2 separate regions of the Pan troglodytes genome follow, and region 2 is linked to region 1. A link is a contact called in public HiChIP or PLAC-seq data. All regions are on one chromosome and are shown on one strand. The core of a region is the stretch at or near the end of the contact, and the rest is flanking DNA. Distances in the headings are between cores, read along the strand shown.

Evidence for each region. HiChIP or PLAC-seq counts read pairs in DNA pulled down with a chosen protein or histone mark.
Region 2: an H3K4me3 HiChIP or PLAC-seq map of stem cell-derived excitatory neurons shows a contact between it and region 1, with 4 times the contacts expected there. The contact joins the promoter of PNP here to the promoter of CCNB1IP1 in region 1.

What each region holds. Positions count from the first base shown.
Region 1 is chr15:18,767,518-18,774,255 of NHGRI_mPanTro3-v2.0_pri, reverse strand. CCNB1IP1 (cyclin B1 interacting protein 1) reads left to right here and starts at 2,378. Exons shown (of 8, transcript XM_063792776.1): 1 at 2,378-2,583; 2 at 5,943-5,993; 3 at 6,559-6,738.
Region 2 is chr15:18,905,913-18,912,650 of NHGRI_mPanTro3-v2.0_pri, reverse strand. It overlaps PNP (purine nucleoside phosphorylase), which reads right to left and starts at 4,219. Exons shown (of 7, transcript XM_009427405.3): 1 at 3,750-4,219; 2 at 2,390-3,073. The coding sequence starts at 2,400.

The DNA of each region.
Region 1 (6,738 bases), core at 1,129-3,628:
TGAAACTGGGTCACTTATTTATTAGTTTGTTTTTTAATTAATTTATTTTTTGGATACAAAGTCTTGCTCTGTCTCCCAGGCTGGAGTATAGCGGTACTCCAAACCTACACCTCATTAGTTCAAGCGATTCTCCTGCCTCGGCCTCCCAAGTAGCTGGGATTACAGGTGTGCACCAACATGCCTGGCTAATTTTTTGTATTTTTAGTAGAGATGGGGTTTCGACATGTTGGCCAGGCTGGTCTCGAACTCCTGGCTTCAAGAGATCCACCTGCTTCGGCCTCCCAAAGTGCTGGGATTACAGGTCTAAGCCATCACACCAAGCCTGGGTTATTTATTTAGTTAGTTAGTTTTTGAGAAGGGCCTCACTCTGTCACTCAGGCTGGACTGCAGTGGCACAATCTTGGTTCACTGCAACCTCTGCCTCCCGGGTTCAAGTGATCGATCCTCCCACCTCAGCTTCCTGAGTAGCTGGGACTACAAGCCCATACCACCATGCTCAGCTAATTTTTGTATTTTTAGTAGAGACGAGGTTTCGCCATGTTGGCTAGGCTGTGGGGTAATTTATTTTAAAAAAGAAATTTATTTTTTGCAGTTATGCATGCTGTGAAGTCCAAGGTTAAGGGACTGCCTCTGGGTTGTATCTGAACTCCTTCTTGCTGGAGGGGACTCGCTGTGATGTTCCAAGGCGTGGCAGGAAATCACATGGCCAGGATGCTGAGGCTGCTAACATGCTATCCTTAAGTCTCTTTTCCTTTTCTTTAAAGCCACTAGTTCCCCTCCCATGATAACCTATTAATCCATGAATGGATTAATTTATTCATGAGGGCAGAGCCCTCATGATCCAGTCACCTCTTGAAGGCCCCACTTCTAATGAGGATTAAGTTTCAGCCACTTTAGGGATTAAGTTTCAACATTAATTTTGTAAAAGGCGAAAGATTTATGCGATATGAAAAGAAACTAGAGTGACAACATGAATTTTGAAGGGGACAGTCAAACCATAGCAACTGGGATCTGAATTCTGACTTTACCACTTGCTAAATAGACAAATTCCTTAATCTCTATAACTCTGTTTCCTTTTTTTTTTTTTTTTTGGTGAAATAGTTATAATGAAAGTGCTTACATTCTTGGGTTAAGGTGAAGATTAAACAAGGTAATGAATATTACATTTCTTGAATATTTATAGTAAACATTCAAGAAATGTTTTGACTCGAACTTACAATAAATCAATTATGAAACAACAAATTAGCATTTGATGCTAAATGTTGGGAAATTTGGGGCAGGTAAACTCTAAAGTGGATTAGAATAGGTAATTTCTAGTAAGGTGGAAGAAGGGTGGATAGGATGAAATGATTAAAAAATGAGAACTACTATGAGTTACAGTTGTATCATTTCTCCATATAACTTGAATCTTTATACTTCAAACATTTGCACATTACATGTATATTTGTACATATAACACATATTTGTATATATATTCCCTATTATTATAATAGTATTTATTAAGAACAATGATGAATATTGTGCCGGGGAGTCCTCTAATTATGGCTTAAAAAGAAATCTTTCAGCTTGGGCAACATGGCGAAACCCCATCTCTACAAAAAAATACAAAAATTAGCTGGGTGTGATGGTGCTCGCCTGTAGTCCCAGCTACTTACTGAGGCAGGAGATCGCTTGAACCTGGGAGGTCAAGGCTACAGTGAATCGAGATTTCACCACTGCACTCCAGCCTGGGACACGAAGTGAGACCCTGTTTCAAAAAAAAAAAAAAAAAAATTTAACAGAGTAAGAACCTATACTTTAACTGGAGGGCGATGTGAGGAGTCAAAATAATTGATTAATCAATTATGTCCTCAGCATTGAAAGTCATTGTTTTTGTCTGGAGATGTGTAAAACGTACACTTTGATCTCCAGTTGTTTATAGTCTACTTGGGAAGGTAAATCTAACAAGAAATATGTAATAACAATAATAACAGCTAACATTATTGAGTACTGTGTACCGGGCATTGTACTGAGTACATTATATAAATTATTTTACTTAATCCTCATAACCATCAGAGTAGGAAGATTTCATCTTTTTTCCCTCTTTTTATAGTTGGAACTGAGGCTTAGATGTGTGCAAATAAGTGGCAAGGTTCAGATTCAAAATCAGCTAAATTTTATTTGAAGCCTAAAACACTTAACCCACCTACCTTTTATCTACTAAGCCTGTTAGTTCAAAGATTACCTGAAGGTAAATTTTATCAGGCCAGCTTTGGATCTGGGGGGAAAAAATGAAGGTAAATTTTAACTTGAATCGATCTAGACCGTTTATAATGGAATCTGTTGCCTAGCATAAGTTAAGCATGTTGAGGTCACAAAGGATAAGAAATTACCCTTAAGGGATGAAAATTCTTTGGAATAGAATGCAGTAGGCCCACGCAAACAACAACGTGTATAAATAGCTTAAATTAGCCTGTTTTTGCCTAAGTACATTAACTCAAAAGGAAACTTGGTTGAAGAAGTTCACTCCAAAAATAGTGCAAGAAGCATCACTGGTCCATAAAGAGGGGTGGAGTGGGTTACGTCATTTCAGCACCTTTTAAGGTAAAGGAGGAGGGAATCCTCTTGAACTCATTAGCCAATCAGGTTCTGAAGACACTTCCCAAGGCGACTTCCTGTCTCTCCACTTTCTTTCCCTCTCCGTTTTGGTGGGCTGGTGAGTGTGCGCTTAATTTTGCTCTCTCATTGTTTTGAATTTCTCTTCCATTTGAGTTATACACCCAGGTGGCAGGCCTTTATTTCAAGTCGGCATTGGAGTGTGTTTGAGTCGCAAGGAGATTAATTTCGGCTGCGTGGAGGTTGGGAGAAGGCAGTGAAATGCTCTTCCTGGCTTGTTTCCACGTGGGCCTCTGCAGTACTGGCTTTGCCTTCCATCTCCGAGTCCTGGTGACCCAGGAACAATAGACTGTGCTTCATGTGTACAGTGCGTGCATTTTGCTTGGCGGGAAAGATATTATCCTAATGCTGTTTTGATTTATATCTCCCTGGGTGAGGTCAGATTTCGGGAGAAGGCGTTCAGCTCAGTAGAGTTTAATTCTCCGGTGAGTGTCTAGAGGGCCCAGGTCCTTACTGGGTTTGTGGAAGCTGCAGCGTACCTTGCCTTTCCCCTGGCCTTTGCTCAGATCATTTCGGCTTTCTTGGTGAACCTGGGCAGCAAACTCTGAAGACAGATAAGCCTTAAAAGGAGCTCCTAATTTTTAATGTTGCCACTGTGGTGATTGTGTCCTTAAAAGCTATGGAAAAAGATTAGGGACCTTAGTTCAGGGCAAGCCTCTAGATTTAAATTCCAGCGCCACAGTTTACAGCTCTGGTGACCTTGGGAGAAGCAGTGAGCCATTCCGAGGCTTAGCTTTCCAAGATCAGATAAAATATATAAAAACTAGGCTCTAGTTGGTGTGTAATAAATGTTAGGTACCTTTAGAAGTAAGCAGTACTTATTTATTTACAGCAAGTATTTTGGATATCTGTTTTCTCATAAAAAGTTTTGCTTAGTGACCTTCAATGTCATTTCACTGAATTCCTTTCTTTTGGTACATGTTAATTTTTATGTGATGTTTGTGTTGGATATTCTTATAGGCAGAAAGTGTGAGAAAGACAAATAATAAACCAGTTAATCGAATGTAGTAATAGGTATTTGTAGGCCTCCCATAATTTTTATAATTCTCAAGCATTGTTAAAATTTATTTTTTGGGGCATGGCGGCGCATGCCTGTAATCCCAGCTACTCGGGAGGCTGAGGCAGGAGAATCGCTTGAACCCGGGAGGTGGAGGTTGCGGTGAGCCGAGATCGCGCCATTGCACTCCAGCCTGGGCAACAAGAGCGAAACTCTGTCTCAAAAAAAAAAAAAAAATATATATATATATATATATATATATATATATATGTATACACATCATATATATATATATTTTTGAATAGGTAATACATTCACATGGTTCAAAATTCAAAAGATATCAAAGTTTCTTATCCCCTTCCCTAAGCCATCCAATTCCTCTCCCTCATAACAGTGTTACTAAGATATTTTATGCATATAAGCAAATATGTGTAGGTATCCTTCCCTTTTACTATACCTACTCTACTATGTGTCTTACTTTTTCCACTTAAGTTCCATGAGTAGAGTGTTCACATTCTTCATAATGGTAACATAGTATTCTTTAAAAATTATTTTTTTTAAAAAATATATTTTTTCAGTAGGTTTTCGGGGTATAATGGTAACTCAGTATTCTAATTTATGTACCTACTATAATTTATTTAGCTTTTATCAGTAGGTATTCAGATAGTTTATGATCTTGATATTTCCCCCTCAAATGAATAACCTTGTAAATAAGTCAGTTGGCATAAAGGCATTTCAATTGGGTTTTGGTATATTCTTGTTTAAAAGGACTCTAGATATTTTGCAGTGCTTCCTATTTATATTTATTTTGTACACGATGGTGATTAGAAACCAATCAATACTCTAAACTTGATTGAGCAATAAAGGATTTTCTACCGAAAGGAAAATCATCTTGATGGCTTTTATGTGAATATATCTTTGCCCACTTTGGTTTGAGTGGGGATGGTTTATCTTGTTATGAGCATGTGTTTAATGCTGGGAAGGAGTGACAGCAGTGGCCCAGAACAACCAAGTCATTTTTGTATTCACAGGGGCAGAAAGGGCATGCTTTCAGTGTTTACTTAGAAAATGTGTGCTGGATATGCCCCTGAACTCATGGTGTTGAGGGAGTATTTTAGTATTAAGTTAGGAAAAGCTGAAATGTATTTTAGGATATAAACATGCAAAATAAAAAAGGAAGCGTTTGGGAATTTCTCCAAAGCTGTTTTAGTCTTAAGAGGCTTAGTTCCGGTTTTTTAGGTGGAAGTTTTGTGAGTTGGGAAAACATTGCATTCTTTCCAATGGAAGCATGCTTTTGTTAATAAGACTTCATAATACATTGGAGTCTTCATTGTTAAGTAGGAAATGAGGGGAAGGGGGAAGCAAACCTGTGTCTTTTTTGCTTGAAAGACAATATGGCCGGGCGCGGTGGCTCACGCCTGTAACCCCAACACTTTGGGAGGCCGAGAAGGGTGGATCACCTGAGGTCGGGAGTTCCAGACCAACCTGATCAACATGGAGAAACCCCGTCTCTACTAAAAATACAAAATTAGCCGGGCGTGTTGGTGCATGCCTGTAATCCCAGCTACTCGGGAGGCTGAGGCAGGAGAATCGCTTGAACCCGGGAGGTGGAGGTTGTGGTGAGCCGAGATCGCGCCATTGCACTCCAGTCTGGGCAACAAGAGTGAAAAAAAAAAAAGGACACAATATCTTGGAGTTGGAAGGGCCCTTATGAGTACTATATGAGTGACCTTTCTGGCTTCTGGGTTATTGTGAGAAGTGTGACTTTTTGTTGTTAAATTTGTTTTTATTGTAGATTCATGGGGTACATGTGCAGGTTTGTTTCAGGGTATATTGCATGATGCTGAGGTTTGGGCTTCTATTGATCCTGCCATCTAGGTAGTAAACATTGTACCCAATAGGAAGTTTTTCAGCTCTTGCCCCTCTCTCTCTTTTCCTCCTTTTGGAGTACCTAGTGTCTATTGTTCCCAACTTTTTGTTCCTGTGAACCCAGTATTTAGCTCCCTACACAAGATTTAGCTCCCAACGCAAGATTTAGCTCCCACTTATAAGTGAGAACATGCAATACTTGGTTTTCTGTTTTTGCGTAAATTCGTTTAGGATAATGGCCCCCAGCAGCATCCAGCAGCTCCAGTTGCTGCAAAGGACATGTTTTTTTTTTTTTTTTTTTTTTTAATGGCTGTGGAAAAGTGTGAAATTTTTAGGCAGAATATTTGCCTTTCTACTCACTAGCTGGTTGAGCTTGGGCAAGACATAGAAATAACATATTAAACATTTAACTCCATGCCAGCTACAGTGCAAAATGTATTTATTACCTCAGTCTTCACGGAAGTTTTAAGAGGTATGTAGTATTTGTCCTCATTTTACAGAGGGGACAGCTGAAGTTTAGAGAAGTTGCATAACTTACCCATGGGCACAGCAAATACATGAGAGAGCCAGGATTAAAATCTAGTTTAGTATGATTTCAAAATCTATTATTTTAGGGAATATTAATTAGTGCAGCTATGATGGAAAACAGTATGGAAATTTCTCAAAAAATTAAAAATAGAACTACCATATAATCCAGAAATCCCATTTCTGGGTATATTCAAAGGAAATAAAATTAGTATGTCAGAGATACCTATACTCCCATGTTCATTGCATCATTATTCACAAAATCCAAGATACGGAATTGACCTAAGGGTCCATCAACAGATGAATGGATAAAGCAAATATTATACATATGTACAGTGGAATACTATTCTGCCTTAAAAAGGAAGGAAACTGATAGTGAGTGGGAAATAAAACTTGGAGTCTGTTCTGATAGCAGTACCTTATATAACTATCTCTAAAGGAAAACTATACCAAGCTATTAGTTTAGTATTTACTTCCTATGAACAAAATTTTGTGTGTTCATTTTGTTTCAGGTTGAAGATGAAATCCACTGAGGAGGGAAGTCCAGCACCCTGTGTGCCAGTCCAGAACTGGCCCATCTGTAGACCCCCTGAAAATCATATGGGCTTGGATTTGGATATTCTCAACAGAAAGGGTTAAAGGCTGATGGTACCTAAAGCCTGGTACTTGAATTTTGATCAAGATAAGCTGCC
Region 2 (6,738 bases), core at 2,970-5,469, 140 kb before region 1:
GAGTACTCAAAATGGGATTAAGCCCTTCCTGAGGGTGATGCCCACCTAGTAAAATCCCCCTTATTACCTTACCTATTCCCCAAAGACATTCAAAATGTAATTAAGACCAACTACTATGAAGGCAGAGATAAACTCAAATTTCCTTTTGAACCCTCATCCGTCCAGTTCCTTCCTCAGCCAAAGACTTAAGGGCTACATTTCTTTTTTGTTTTAACCAATAAAACACAATGGGACCACCCCTGGTAGAGGTCTACGTGCCATTCTTAGCTCCCTGGATCACAAGGGGGTTAATTCCAGACAAAAAACTAGATAAACTGCTGTACAAAAAAGCAGACCCAGTCCACAGTACTGGTTGTCAAAGGTTAAACCAGGACTGACTACACAAATTCTCAGCAGAAGCTTGTTAGAAAAACAGATTCTGGCACTCCAGCCTGGTGACAGAGTGAGACCCTATATATAAAAAAAAAAAAAAAACAAAAAAAAAAAACAAAACACACACACACACACACAAAAAAACCCACAAAAAACAGATTCTGAAGCTCATGTAATTTTGATTTTAAAACCAGGTTTAGGGGCTGGGCACGGTGGCTCATGCCTGTAATCCCAGCACTTTGGGAGGCCGAGGTGGGCGGATCACGAGGTCAGGAGATCGAGACCATCCTGGTTAACATGATGAAACCCCGTCTCTACTAAAAATACCAAAAAAAAAAAAAAAAAAAAAAAAATTAGCCGGGCGTGGTGGCGGGCGCCTGTAGTCCTAGCTACACGGGAGGCTGAGGCAGGAGAATGGTGTGAACCCGGGAGGCAGAGGTTGCAGTGAGCCAAGATCGCTCCACTGAACTCCAGCCTGGGAGACAGAGCGAGACTCCGACTCCAAAATAAATAAATAAAAATAAAATAAAATAAAACCAGGTTTAGGAATTGCTGGTCTGGAGGGAAGCAGAATTCGACCTAGATTCTAGTCCCAATATTGTCTTTTTAGGCATGTAATTTGTGCTTTAAATTATTTTCTCAGGTATAAACAAGGGATGTAAATTGGCTCCATCTACCTTATAGGCTCAATCTGAAAATGAATTGAATACTTGCTAACAACTTCCAAAGACCTATGGCTCTGTTACACAAAGTATTTGAACCTTTCTCCTGCTTTCCACCTGCCTGTGGTCTTCTTCCTGTCCTTCCCCCTCCCTGCCTCCTCCCAGTTTCCTTTCTCTCCACCGAGGATCTTTGCTCTTCAGAAACCTCAGGGCACTTACCCAGAACCCCTACACTAGCAAGAATCAACCCGTGTTACTTTTCTCCCAGTTCCAAGTCCAGTTCTCTCACATCCATCTGGGAAGACCAAACGTTGCTTTCAGAGGTGGCAATGAGGTGTGACAGAGCTGAACATAACTAACCAAGCTTTCACAGTACATTTTTTACTTCGAAAGCAGAGACCGGGAAACCAGACATGATTGCACAATACACCAGGCTACCCTCAGGGAAGCAGTTGGATCAGGTAGGTTGGGGGCTGGTCAGCGGAGCCACAGGACAATGGAGAGAAGCAATTAAGTTGGTAAAATGTTAATCAAATGGCATCCCCAAAAGGCGCAAAGGAAATGAATGTGTGAAGCTGCCGCCACATGGCATGTCTAGCTACATCTCATAGCACTTCCTCATTGGCTATCAGTCCCCGCAAGAACACCCTGGCTCCCTGGGCATCCAAAAACAACTGTGATGCCTAATGCAGGTCACTTGGACTGGGATATCCAGGACCCAAGCCGAGAGAAGAGTTTTCAAAGGCGTGGGGTGGGGGAAGTGAGCAGAGGACTGTTGCTCATTTCGGTGACTGATTTCCGTCTCCACTTAGCAGTCAGTTCCCACCGAGTTAATCATACTTCCAGTCTGGAAGGAAGGGAGGAGTGCAACTGGCAAAGGAGGTGAGTAATCTTGCCTCTAAAGGAGGAACTCCGAATTTGAGCACCAAAAGTACCTCGCAGCTTTACCCAGACCCTAGCATGGGAATTTATGAAGAGCGCAGGGGGTGAGGAGACCTCCTCCTGGTATGGAGTGAGGGATATATACATATACTCACTCTCCACTTGTTCCCCTAACACACACACGGAGACACACAACGGCTGCTTTTACGGAGTAGCTTAGACCGCACCAACCTGTCCCCTTCCTGCTCCGGTGGCGCCACCCCAGCTCGATTCCCGCGTGCGTCCCTGCCCGCGCTGGCTGCCGCATGACTCTGCCGCCTTGCTCCCGACACTAGGCTCAGTGCCAGGCCTCTCTGCATCCCCCGGGCGCTCGCTCCCTCCCCCAGCTCCCTCTGGGCCCAGTGTGCCAGGTTCCCGGGTCTCACAGCACCTGCCCCTCCCCAAGGGTCCTGCGGGCCTGGTGCCCTCCTCACCCGTTCTCCATGGTCTCGCAGACGCCCTCTCGATGAGCCTGCTCCGGTGTGCTCCTATCCGCTCCGATCCGCTCGGATCCGCTCCGCTATGCTGAACTGAGCAAGACTGCCGGGTCTGGTTCGCACAGTTGGCTCACTGTTCTAGCTCTGGCTTATATCCCTTGCCCTGGAGTCCCCAGCCAATGGCAAGCGAGCACGCGGGCCGGCCCTGTCTCCATGGTGACACACCCTAATTCAATCGGCTGAACCTGGGCTGTAAACCTAATCAGAGTTCTTCCCAGCCCTAAACCTTCTCCCCCGGGGCGGGCGGGGGGAGCCGGAGCGCACCCAGCATTTCATCTCCGTACCCATTCCAGTCCGCAGGGCAGGAGTTCCCAGCAAGAAGGCCTATGCGGAAATAGGGCTAGAAGTAGGGAGGAGAGCCCCCAGCCCTCTCCTTGCAACATTATGTTGTTGCTGTGTCAATAGCAAACCGTGAGAGATTCAAAAAGGAAAAATTTCATACCTTAGATTGTACAACCCCAGAATAAAAATGAAGCGAGCCTGTGTCCGAGTTGCTCCCTGGACAAGGGAAGCTGGGTCGCCCCCGGCAACAGTGCTAACTTGGAGGATACAGGGTTTAGGAGAGCACATCCAGGCCCAGACAGGGAGAATAAAAAGTTCTCAGGCAAGAATTCCGGGGTCCTAGATGCCGACAGAAAGGAGAAAGGATAAGGATGGATTTGGTGGGTAGGGACACAGATAATCCCTTGATCTGCGCAATATTGATCCAAGCAATTCAGGTAACTAGAGGACTCCTCCCACGAAGAAAATTCTGTTATCGGAATACACGGGTACCAGAATATAACATAAATAGCGTGTCTTTGGTAGAATACAACTATTTCTTCTGCCCACATTTAAAATTTAATTTTTACATTAAATTTACATTTTTACATTAAATTTACATTTAATTTTTAATTTAAAAAATTAAAAAAAATTTATATATAAAGGCCAGGCGCGGTGGCTCACGCCGGTAATCCCAGCACTTTGGGAGGCCGAGGTGGGTGGATCACCTGAGGTCAGGTGTCGGAGACCAGCCTGGCCAACAAGGCAAAACCCCATCTGTATTAAAAATACAAAAAATTAGCTGGGCGTGGTGGCAGGCGCCTGTAATCCCAGCTACTTGGGAGGCTGAGGCAGGGAGAATGGCTTGAACCCGGGAAGTGGAGGTTGCAGTGAGCTGAGATCACACCATTGCACTCCAGCCTGGGCAACAGAGTGAGTAGCTGTTTCCTGAGAACTTACTAGCACTTTGAAAATAACAATGCACACAAATTGAAAAAAAATTTTTGTTCTTAAATAACCACAAACAGTTACTTACGGGATATGTACATCTGTTTGGCGCTACTCAACTTCTCACATGCAGGAATCCAATGCTGCCACCCTCATTTTCTGTTCCATGCTGATTTTTACACAGTACTTTTTTTTTTTTACTTAATACTTAATTTTTATCAGAGGGACCTTCTAAAACCATCTTTTGTAAAGATATGTTGTCTTTATATATATATATATTTTTTGAGACAAGGTTTCACTCTGTAACCCAGGCTGGAGTACAGTGGCACGATCTTGCCTCACTGCAATCTCTGCCGCCTCGGTTTGAGCCATTCTTTTGCCTCAGCCTCCCGAGTAGCTGGGATTACAGGTGCCTGCCACCATGCCTGGCTAATTTTTGTATTTTTAGTAGAGACAGGGTTTTGCCATATTGGCCAAGCTGGCCTTGAACTCCTGACTTCAACTGATCTGCCCGCCTCGGCCTCTCAAAGTGCTGAGAGTATAGGCACGAGCTACCACACCCGGCCAGATATATTGTCATCAAAAGGAATGTAGCACAATCTAATGTTCCAACTGTGAATCACCTCAGGTTAATAGGTCACACAGTGTTTAAGAAATATAAAATATTGCTGTGTTTCCTTTGAAAATTAAAAATATTCCACAATACCCTTGTGAGCTTGTACTTTGGCACAGAGTTTGGGAACCATGGCCCCATGCCACCTCATTCCTGAATCTATGTAGTGTAAATGAATGGGCTCTAATAAAACTACCTGTGTATGAATGCCATCTTCACCCCTTATTTACTCGTTGTGTGATTCTAGGCAAGTAAAATTCTTATTATGCTTCAATTTTTTCATCTGTAAAATAGCAATAATCGTACTATTTTTGCAAGGATTATACAGAATACCTTTTACATGTTTAGGTAAATGCCTGGCTATATAATAAGCACACATTAAATGCTGGCTATTATGATTAATCTCCATTGTCTCTTTCTCTTTTGTTCTTTCTAGACTCTCCTAACCATAAATTGAATCAAAATAAAAACTAGAGGTATATCCAGCCTATCAATACCAATGAATCCCACACTGTTCAAAACAGAAGGCACTAGCCATGTGTGGCTATTTAAAAGTAATAAAATTAATTAAGATGAAATATAATAAAAATAATTCAGTTACCTAATCATACTAATTACACTGTAACTTCTCGATAGCCACATGTGGTTAGTGGCTACCATATTGCATAGCATAATTACGTTTTTATGCTAGAGCACAGCACTGCTCTTATCTTTTATAGTCACTGCTACCTTGTATCCACATAAAAGAAACTGGAACTGTGCTTTATTATTTACTTTTAGGGTAAAAGAGTTCCTGTAGCATTCCTATAGACAGGAACCAGACAATCATCAATCTTAGGGTGATTAGAGTTCATTAATGCCTTATTACCTTTTCTTCTATCTTCTCATCACTTCTATCTTCAGAGGGACTCCTTGTCCAGGAACATACTTAGTAACACACTTACCCTCCACCCGCAAGATCAAGGAAACTAAAAAAAAGTGGCAGGAATAGGTTCTAAGTCACTCAGTATTGCCTTGTGGAACGTATTTTATTCCTGCCCTCTCAGCTGAGATCTTTTATTCTCTCTAGATCACAAGCTAAATATGCGGTTTTAAAAATATCTATCCCTGGCCAGGCACAGTGCCTCAGACCTGTAATCCCAGCACTTTGGGAGGCCAAGACAGGAGGATTACTTGAGCCCAGGAGTTTGAGACCAGCCTGAGCAACATGGTGAAGTCCCATCTCTACAAAAAATACAAAAATTAGCCAGGTGTGGTGGCATCTGTGGTCCCAGCTACTAGGGAGGCTGAGGCAGGAGAATCACCCGAGCCCAGGAAGTCAAGGCTGCAGTGAGCTGTGATGGCGCCACTGCACTCCAGTCTGAGTGACAGAGTGAGACCCTATCTCAAAAAATAAAATAAAATATCTACTCCCCTTATCACCATAATCTTTGGTCTTCCATTTTCTCCAATTACTGAAATTAAAACATTTTAGGGTTTTTCCCTGTTTTTTTTTTGTTGTTGTTGTTTTTTGTTTGTTTGTTTTTAGATAGGGTCTCGCTCTGCCACCCAGGCTGGAGTGTAGTGGCTCAACCTCAGCTCACTGCAGCCTCAATCTCCTAGGCTCAAGCGATCCTCTTTCCTCTGCCTCCCAAGTAGCTAGGACTACAGGCACGCACCACCGCATTCGCCTATTTTTTATTTTTATTTTTTTAGAGATGGGGTATCTTCATGTTGCCCAGGCTGGTCTCAAACTCCTGGGCTCAAGTGATCCTCCCACCTCAGCCTCCCAAAGTACTGGGATTATGGGCATGAACCAGCACATCCAGCCCTTCTCTTTCTGTTATAGGGATCACTTGTATTTCTCTTTTCTAAGAGTGAGACTTCCATCTGTGCCTCACTCAGTGGCAGGAAGAACAGAGCAGAGATAAAGGACTGGCCTACCATCCTCTATTCCAAAGACCTTGGCTCCTAGAAAGGGAAGCCAGGAATTCCCTAAAGGAAAGAGCAAAGAACTGAGGCCCAGGAAGAGCAAGGAGCAAATTACAAGGGAGCAAAGTCCCAATGTAATTAACGTAAATTAATTCTTTAAAACCAGGTCACACCCTACCCAATCCCACCCAACCCCCGGCAAACTACCCCTCGTCTTAGTTAACTCACTCTGCACATTACCAGAAACTTTCTGTGCCTTTGAAATGCAGTAAGGGATTGTGTTGTTTTCACACAGGTGGTAAATTACCACTTCAGGAAAGAGGAAAAAAGAAATAGGGCATGTGGAATATGTGAAAAAAAAGAAATCAGATTGGGACACTTTGGGTCATAGAAGCCAAGCAGATGTTTTCCACCCCATCCTCTGGCCATGTACACACTGTACTAGTTATCACTTTGTTGGAAATCTAAAGAAAAAAATGCTTTGAAATCTTCACAGTGTCTTTATATTCTATTATATAACACACTGAAGTGTGTTCCCCCAAATTCTTATGTT